Linked DNA regions of Mus musculus: all the other regions are linked to region 3. The links are chromatin contacts, called in public Hi-C and HiChIP or PLAC-seq maps. All regions are on one chromosome and are shown on one strand. Each heading gives the region's core, a stretch centred on a gene start, on an enhancer-like site or on the middle of the called end of the contact. The rest is flanking DNA. Distances are from core to core; before and after follow the strand shown. Region 1 has its middle 8.1 kb from the start of Gm33887. Region 2 overlaps Fbxo28 (F-box protein 28). Region 3 holds the start of Degs1 (delta(4)-desaturase, sphingolipid 1).

Region 1 (2,700 bases), core at 167-2,666, 33 kb before region 3:
GCTATCTCTGTGCAGCCCTTGGACATCAACACGGTCCCAGGAAGCAGCCCAGACCAGGGGCGTCTACATGGCCTTTGATGGTGACATAGGTCATAGACATCAGCATAGACCCTGCTGCTGCATGGTTACAGGTCCAGATGTGGCCTTCAGTGGCAGCACAGGCCAGGACTTTACCCTGGTTTCAGGTGGCAGAGCAGGCTACTCATGTCAGACTATTCCTCTCTACTCTCAAGTCTTCAGATCCACCTCTCTTTGAAGCGCTCAAACCGTTCTGTTTCTCTTCCTAGCCCATCTCTCCAACACATACTTACACATTAGAGTGGCTCCCGCTGTGGGTAGGTCACACAGCCATTGGGCCTCCGGGTATCTTTTGCCTGCCACACAGTGTGGCAGTGGACAGGCCATTCCACTCTTATTTTCAATGTGCTATATTCATTTATCACCATCTGCTGTTCAGTTCTCCTGAACTCAGTCCTTCCCAGTGCTCTCTGTCTTTGTGGAGTCCCTATGCTTTTGAAGGGTTTGGTTTGTGACATATTTAATCTCTCTCTCTCTTTTTATTTATGGCATTGACTATACTTGATTCTGGCTCTGACACAGGTCTGACTGCCTTTTTTGCTTGCTTGGTTTTGTTTTCTAAATCATTATTCCACTTCATTCCATGAAAGTTTTCGAGTTCTTCTCGCATAATTAAATGGGAAAGTGCACACGAAAGAGAAGAGAGGCTATGAAGGATAACAAATCCAGTTCCTCTTCCTGAGGACTTCACAGATGCTTACAGACACTGAGGACTTCACAGACGCTTCAGTGGAGCGAGACAGCAGTGAGCAAAGGACACAAGGAGGGGGTGCATCTGAACCCCAGGAGAAGAGGGAGGCCAGTCTAAGACTGAAAGCCAGAAAGCCAGCATCAGGAGACACGAATGTTTAAGGATGGAAGGGAAATCAGAAGTAGCGGCCAGGGACTTTAAACAGTTAACAAATGTGAACAGCTCTGTGCTTGTTATCAGCAGGCTTCGAACACAACCTAGTGCTAAAGATTAAAAGCGATTTAACAACAACAAAAAAAAAAAAAAAAAAAAAAAAAAAAAAGAAAGAAAGAAAGATTGAAAGAGAAAGAAAACAAAGGCCTTTCTTACAACGGTGTGTTGGACCAGATTCAAGCTCTCTGGGAGCGTAGCTTATCTACCGCACGGTGTGTCCTGGTTGCTCAGGCTGTTTCTTGTTTTCTATCCACTCTAATTTGGTGCAAATTGAAAAGCTACTGATCAGAAAATGGGTCAGTGAATGACACAGGGCATGTTGCCAGCACTCCTGCAAACAGAAAGGAAGACGGACATTTTAAAGTAGTCCCCGTGTACAACTAGACACCCATCCCTTCTCTTACGTAATGCCCCCAACCCGTAGTAGGACAGTTGACAGTGTTCATATTTCATCAAAGAGGACAATTGGGGTTGTTCAAGGTGACCTTCTGTAGCCTGAACTCTAATCCGTGGCTGTCTGCACCTTTGCTGGTGAAAAAGATCAGCTCCCGTGTTCAGAAATACCTGGCATTACACCTGCCATGCTCTCATGGTCACAGGCTCCAGTTTTCTGCTGCACTTTTTGTGCTAAACATTGCTGACACGGATGGTGAGCTAGTACCAAGTCTTCTGCCCAGTTTCGTGTTTCCCTTTTGCCTAAGAGAGGACCTTGCCACTAGGGCAGTAAGTGGTGTCTGGTTGGTGTGACATGCCCAGGACAGATGGCTTCTGCATAGAAAACCCTACTGTAGGTGCTGCTTGCCTCTGTCGACCTCGAGCTGGTTATCTTGTATTCAAACACTGTAGCCTATGGAGGAGGTCACCTGATAATTCCTCATCTGATTTTGAAAAGTACTTTAAACATAAAATTAAAAGGCCAGACGTGTGTCTCAGTGGTGAAGGGCTTGTCAGGTATAAGCTCCTGGCCTCAATCTTTAGCATTGAGGTGTGGGAGAAATTAAACAAAACAAAACAAAACAAAACAAAACAAAACAAAACAAACAAACAAAAAAACCCCACAGCTACATTAGTATTGGAGTTTTAGGCTTCTTGACAGTGAAGAGTGCTGTTTAAGCTTGCCATCCTCACTTCCATCTTTTCTCTCTGAGCACCAAGAATAACATTCATGCTGTCTTGGCGAGGCAATGTCTTAGGCAAATATGAAGTGATAATCCGGCATGTCCAACTACATCTACCCACTAAAGAGACTAGTCTCCTGGGGGGGAGGGGGAGATCTGCATTCTTAACATAACTTCAAAGATTTAAGAAGTAAGATGATCTGGGTACTTATCTCCTTCTGGATGCTTCTTTGACAATGTGGGACAATGTGAGTCAACTCCTACTCTTGTCCCCGAGGGGTAGGGAGAGTCCCAAGGCAAATGGCTACCAGGGAGTAGATGAGAAGGTAGAAGGCCCAGCATGCATCATAGCCATCAATCTTTGAAGATCACAGTGATTAACAAGATGGATAGCCATCTGGCCTCCAAGAGCCTCCTCCTGCTTTGCCTACACAGCTGTTCCTCTTTGCTCTCAGCGTCAGGGTAGAAGTCTTTAGTGCCTCTGGCTGCCTGCCCATTACTCATCACCCAGAGGTGCCCCAGATGTCAGTCCTCTGTTTTCACAATCTCTGCTGGAATGCAGGTGTTTGTCGCACTGCTGTGAGAACCTCCTAAGTTTCA
Region 2 (2,700 bases), core at 135-2,634, 43 kb after region 3:
TTGTGCAGCAATGGGCCTGTAGTGAGGAAGGCTGGAAGTAAGCAGCGGGTGGAGTCAGGTTAGGCCTCTGGTTTCTTGCCCATGAGTCAGAACAGGAATGGCCCATGAGCATTCGTGGCTGTGGGAAGCAAGGAAGGAAACACATATGAAGGTGCTCTGACAATGAGCGTGTGCTTCCTAAACGCAGCACAGTCCAGCAATGGCAAGAGAGGGGACAGAAGAAGTCCATGTTCTGAGGTGAAGGTCACAGAAAGGCGCTCTCTGGTGAGCTCTACTGCGGACAAACGAAGGCCCAGTCAAGGAGGGCTGCCTAGCAGTGCTGAGGACTCAGAGCATCTGCAGACCTGAAGATGTGTTCACTAGTGCCTACTGGTTTGGTACTGAGGAGCCAACAAGTCGTTTCCAAAAGGAGCGGAACTCAAGTGGACTTCACTGCAGTTGCTCACTCAGGCCGCACACATCTGCTTCAGCCATGTGAACCCACACCAACGCTGGCAACAATTGCAAAGACCACATACACAAGCCTCATCTTTGCAGGCACCCAATGCAGCCACAGAGCCCTCTGTTACAGCTGGCTGCACGATCTCTGATGGGAGGAAACTGGAAGCTGGGTCTCAGATGCTTCTATTACTAAAACTGAGACCTGAGTGGCTGTCTACTGGGGAGGACAAGCACACAGGCTCAAAGGACCTTGGGCTGCACGCAAAGAGTTAAGGGCTGCACACAAGATAAGATCTGGTGTATTCATCTGAACCTGAGGCTATCTTACAGTAGCTTACAGAGGCATTTGTAGGTCATAAAAAGAAGTAAAGAGATAACAAGGAAGATTTGAAATAAAATTATAAGCCACCAAGAAAGATGTTATTGCAAATTGAGAATGCACACAGTATTGCCTCTGTAAGTGTTTATGGAAATAACCTCATTAGGCATTAATAAGTTCCAAGCACTGAAAGCACTTTTGCCAGTGTCTATCGAGAAGCAAAATGATCTTTAAATCCATTTCTACTGCTTCTCTATGTCACTTGAATCTACACTTAATTCAACAATGAGGACGGACGCTTCCAGCAGTTTCAGGTCGTTGTAGTATGGCGGGGGAGAGGGATCTGCTTACTTACTAAGTGTCACACTTAGTGCGGTAAAGGGGACGACTCCTTAGCTCTGGTGTATCGCCACAAAACAAGTATACATGGTCAAATTTGAAAACTTCTAAGCTCACCATTACAAAACACTTCTCAAACAAAAATCAAACCCAGCATACCCTCCACCCTACCTTCCCCCAGACTGCAACAATCTTGAAGGCAACACAGCATGTCTTGCTCAGGGCACTAATTCTGGTATTTTGACTGTAAAGGTCAAAATGTTTTCTTAACTATGAACCCTTACCAAGACTTTCACTTCCTTCTGGCATTCTATAATTAGAATTTTAAATGTTGGGATCACATGAATGATACATATTAATAACTGCACAGAAAAGCTAAACATAGCCACCAATAAAAAGTCCTTTAGGTTAAGTAATTCTGACATCACAAACACCGCTTAAATGTTTGTGAGACTTGGTCTCTCCTGGGCAGCCCAGCTTGCTGGGTCTGCAGCAATGGTTACCTTTCCTGGGATGAAGCAACAGAGGTTGGAATCCACATACTTCATGAAGGTCATATTCAACAGTGACAACCTCGTTTCCACAGCGGCAAGGATGTCTGCATGACGAGCTAAAGAATGGTTTCTTCTTTCTGACTCTCTCCTAAAATAACAATAAAAGTCACTGGCAACCATGAAAGCAGTAGTAAAGGGTAAACTGTTAGCTAATCTGAGCAGCATAAACAGATGAACTTCAACATGCTAATTGAGACATTTGGAACTAGGTCAGAATTGTAATGCTCAGGTTTCTTTAACAAGAACCATTGCCAACAAGACATCTGTAGAAAAGAAAATCACTTTGAAGACACAGATAAAGCTGGCAGTGTAGCTCAGTGGTAGATCACTTGCCCAGGGTCTGTGAGGCCCTAGGTTTGAACCCCCCCACACACACACACACAGACACACACACACAGACACACACACACAGACACACACACACACAGACACACACACACACAGACACACACACACAGACACACACACACACAGACACACACACACACAGACACACACACACAGGAACATTAGATTTCTTTTGTTGGCTATGCTAGGTCCAGTAAGTCAGTATGTTTATTTAGGAGGCCGCTGTGCATACACTGTAGCAACGTCACACCCTATTTAGTATGCAGTTACGCAGAGCAGACTGTATTTAGAGGGGCACAACCATCACCATTCTCTAAACTCAGCACACCTTCATCACCATGAAAAGGAAGCCTGGACTCATCAGGTGCCCATCTGGCAACTCCTGTGTCCTTCTGTGTATTCTATAGTGCCTTTACTTTGAACACTGGAGTAAACAGGACCGTGCCGGGCAGCCCTTTGTGCCTGGCTTTCATACTTGCTACAGCTCACAGTTCACTCTGCTCTAGCATTGACCTGTCACTGCTGAATAGCATCCCCTTATACACAGGCGTCATCCCTTTACACATCTGGGTCCTTCCTACATTTGATTATGAATAAAGATCCAAGAACATCTGTGCAGTGTGTGTTTTGGCTCTGCTGGAGACCATGTCAGGTGGACATGCTAGTCAAGTGTTCCACTGAGGGATAAATAGTTCTTGC
Region 3 (2,736 bases), core at 184-2,683:
CCCTCCCTCCCTGGAGCAGCAGACATTTATCACCGTAATGAGGCAGAGGCAATGACTATACGGAAACCCCAGAGCCCAAAGCACCTGACAGCACAGCTGGTGATAATGACTGAGGCTCACTCAATTTAAGTTCCAGGTCAGAAGTCAGGGGTGCAGCTCAATGGTAGAGAACTTACTAGCACCAGGGATCCCCTGAACGTGAATTCCACTAGAAAAATAAAGTCCATTTGAACGGCAGCTAGTCACTCTGATTTGCGAAACAAGTAATGTCTAAGTTTAGCAACTACTGCAGAAACCAGGGCCTCGCCGCCCCCTCCCCCATTAGGCAAATATTTTTAAGAAAGAGTGTGAAAATGGTGGATATGAGGCAGTTCCTCATATTAAAAGGCCTTTCATTGATTCTCTCAATTAAATCAAAACAAACAAACTAAAACAACTTTCTATATCTAGCACCAAGAAAAGAAAAAAGGCAGACTCTTTGGCTGCAGTCTAATTATGAAGATGTTGGAATCTTCTTAAACATTACTTCATCTTTTAAAATGCCGGCTCAGGCAAAGTACTGGAAAGGAAAAATTGAACTGGTTCATATATGCAAAGCTCATACCCAACAATTTGTCCTTATTCTTAAGAGCAGCCTACGTGGGATAAGAGACCTCTCTATCTCACGTGGAAACCCCCCCTCCGCCCCCCATACTCTCCTAAATCAGGCCTAGCCTGTCCTAAGGTCCGGGAGGCTAAGCTGCGCGCCTTTCCTATGCAGCCGGTCCCGCAGATCACTGGAATAAAAACTCACAGGAGCCATCCGGTCTGGGAAGCCTAGGGTCACCCGAACCTGGTCCCCCGCTAGGCCTGCAGCTGACTGGACCACGTGATTGAGGCTCCCGGGGCCGGGGATGCCCCTGGACCACGCCCTGAGCCAAGCAGGCGTCCGGGCTCGAGCCTACCGCTCCACCAGGAGCGGGGGTCACCCTCGACTGTCGGAGCAGGAGGGGCGAGTCCGGATCGCCCTACCTGGGGACCCTCAGCTCACAGGCCGGCGGAGGCCTCCAACACATGACCATCGAAGGGCTAGCAGCGAGCGGCGGCGCGCTGATCCCTCATCCCTCGGTTCTCCCGCCCGCCCGGAGCCCGCGCCGGCGGCCAAGCAGCGGAGCGGCTGGAAGGGGCCGCGGAGGCCGCGCTCGCACGGCGCGCACGGGAGGCCGCTCAGGGCCCGCACGCGGCCACGCGCACATAACGGGGTCCAGTCTTCACCTAAGATCTCCTTGCGCCGGGCGGCGTGGGGCTGGTCCGTGTAGACCCATTCGAACTCCTCTCGGGACACGCGGCTACCCATGGCTGCGGCCTGTGGACCCGCTCTGCCTCCGGCTCGTGTCCGGACGGCGGCAGCTCGAGGCCCGGCTCTAGTCGATAAGCCGCGGGGACGCGGGCAGAGGCGGGGCCTCAGGCCACGCCCCGCAATGACCACGCCCCTCGTGGGAGGCGATGGGCGGGACCTGGGTCGGCAGCCAAGAACCTTGTAGGCTCACGAAGCCTGGGAAAAGGTGAAAAGAGAAGGAAAGATTTGCGGCTGGATAAGGCTCTCGCTTTAGCGCCTCAGTGGGTGGAGTACATGGGGTGGCTACCTCTCCTTGAGTTCGGAAGATCACTGGCTTTGATTAAGTGGCAACGAGCCCATATTTCGCTTAACTTTTAATAGCAAATTATCTGTCGAGCCCTGTTTGGTTGCCTTCTGGAACTAAAACCTCCAGAGATTTGGAGTGTGTGGCAACTAAAATCTAATTTTTAAAAAAGTTTTTTTTTTCTCTTTGCTTTTCTCTCCCCTCTCTCCCGTCTTCGCCCCTCCTCACCCCTCCCGCCCCATATGTTTGCTTTTGTTTCTTGAAGTAGGTTCTCACTACCTAGCCTAGGTTATCCTCCAGCCGGTGGGCCTGCCCTTGCCTCCCAGTGGAATTTCAGACTTGTCTGAACAATGCAGTAAAGAAAAGGGAAGGGAGAGATGGGGTGGAGTTGGTGGTTCTGATGTTTCCCTACACTAATGGTTGCTCAATCATGCATCTTCCCGTGTCACAGAAGTGATCACCCGCAACTTCCTGTGGGAGGCAGGGGAGATTTGATTTCAAAATGCCTATCATTTCTTCACTTACGAGGTTTAGGGATTAGAGGTGTGGCACAGAGTTGGAGCACGGGCCGAGCAGGTGGATGGACTAAGAGCCCTGGCTTCTCCGTGGAGCCTGGAAGTGAAAGGAACTGCTAATTAAGATTAAGATTACAGGATTAGGGATTAGCAGACCAGATGACTTTCCTAAAGAAGCCAAGTGGTCATGAGTATAAATCAGACACAGACACACACCACTGCACATGCATACCACAACGGGAGAGGTGGGGACACAGAGAGACAGACATCCAAGTCTGACAAGTCTTGGAAGTACAACTGCTCATGTATAGAAAACTACAAACTACAGAGGAATCTGCTAAACTATGGGATACCATCAGCAAGATCTCACTGTAGGAAACGATATGGGAATTTTGTGTTCTCTAATAAAGGAGAAAAAAAAAACCAACAAATTAACAGGGACTTAAAGGATAAACTAGCCAGCTGTGATGTATCAGTCTTATTTATTCTGAAGGGTTAAAATGATGTGATGTTATTTAAAGATCTATCTATCTGGGTGCAGTTGCTTTCAGAGGCCAGAAAAGGGTGTCAGATCCCTTGGAGCTGAGTTACATGCCGTT

Evidence for each region. A called contact is a pair of places that touch in the nucleus more often than the background predicts. HiChIP or PLAC-seq counts read pairs in DNA pulled down with a chosen protein or histone mark.
Region 1: a Hi-C map of liver shows a contact between it and region 3, with 1.7 times the contacts expected there. The contact joins the enhancer-like site here to the promoter of Degs1 in region 3. A contact is called at or near these places in 16 of 39 promoter capture datasets (the 3T3-L1 cell line, 3T3-L1-derived adipocytes, the C10 cell line and 11 more), 1 of 15 datasets of contacts at CTCF or cohesin (CD8 T cells), 13 of 484 Hi-C or Micro-C datasets (the 3T3-L1 cell line, the C10 cell line, CD8 T cells and 6 more), 12 of 115 datasets of contacts at active chromatin or transcription factors (CD8 T cells, the HPC-7 cell line, the SCID.adh cell line and 6 more) and 3 of 9 other capture datasets (adipose tissue, liver and pancreatic islet).
Region 2: an H3K4me3 HiChIP or PLAC-seq map of bone marrow-derived macrophages shows a contact between it and region 3, with 3 times the contacts expected there. The contact joins the enhancer-like site here to the promoter of Degs1 in region 3. A contact is called at or near these places in 4 of 39 promoter capture datasets (the 3T3-L1 cell line, the C10 cell line, embryonic stem cells and 1 more), 2 of 15 datasets of contacts at CTCF or cohesin (the NIH/3T3 cell line and large pre-B cells), 36 of 484 Hi-C or Micro-C datasets (3T3-L1-derived adipocytes, the AML12 cell line, the C10 cell line and 31 more), 11 of 115 datasets of contacts at active chromatin or transcription factors (the 230-238 cell line, the HPC-7 cell line, the SCID.adh cell line and 6 more) and 3 of 9 other capture datasets (adipose tissue, liver and pancreatic islet).

What each region holds. Positions count from the first base shown.
Region 1 is chr1:182,248,320-182,251,019 of GRCm38.p6, forward strand. No RefSeq gene overlaps it. Among named protein-coding and RNA genes, the nearest start is that of Gm33887, 8.1 kb to the right of the region's middle. Within about 2 kb of position 1,417, at least 13 of the 459 cell types and tissues checked have an H3K27ac peak or open chromatin away from gene starts, as enhancers often do. A contact at or near this core is called in extraembryonic endoderm stem cells and liver, where this site is marked.
Region 2 is chr1:182,324,652-182,327,351 of GRCm38.p6, forward strand. Fbxo28 (F-box protein 28) reads right to left here. Exons shown (of 5, transcript NM_175127.2): 3 at 1,603-1,741. Among named protein-coding and RNA genes, the nearest start is that of Fbxo28, 16 kb to the right of the region's middle. Within about 2 kb of position 1,385, at least 17 of the 459 cell types and tissues checked have an H3K27ac peak or open chromatin away from gene starts, as enhancers often do. A contact at or near this core is called in bone marrow-derived dendritic cells and bone marrow-derived macrophages, where this site is marked.
Region 3 is chr1:182,281,368-182,284,103 of GRCm38.p6, forward strand. It overlaps Degs1 (delta(4)-desaturase, sphingolipid 1), which reads right to left and starts at 1,434. Exons shown (of 3, transcript NM_007853.5): 1 at 1,255-1,434. The coding sequence starts at 1,336.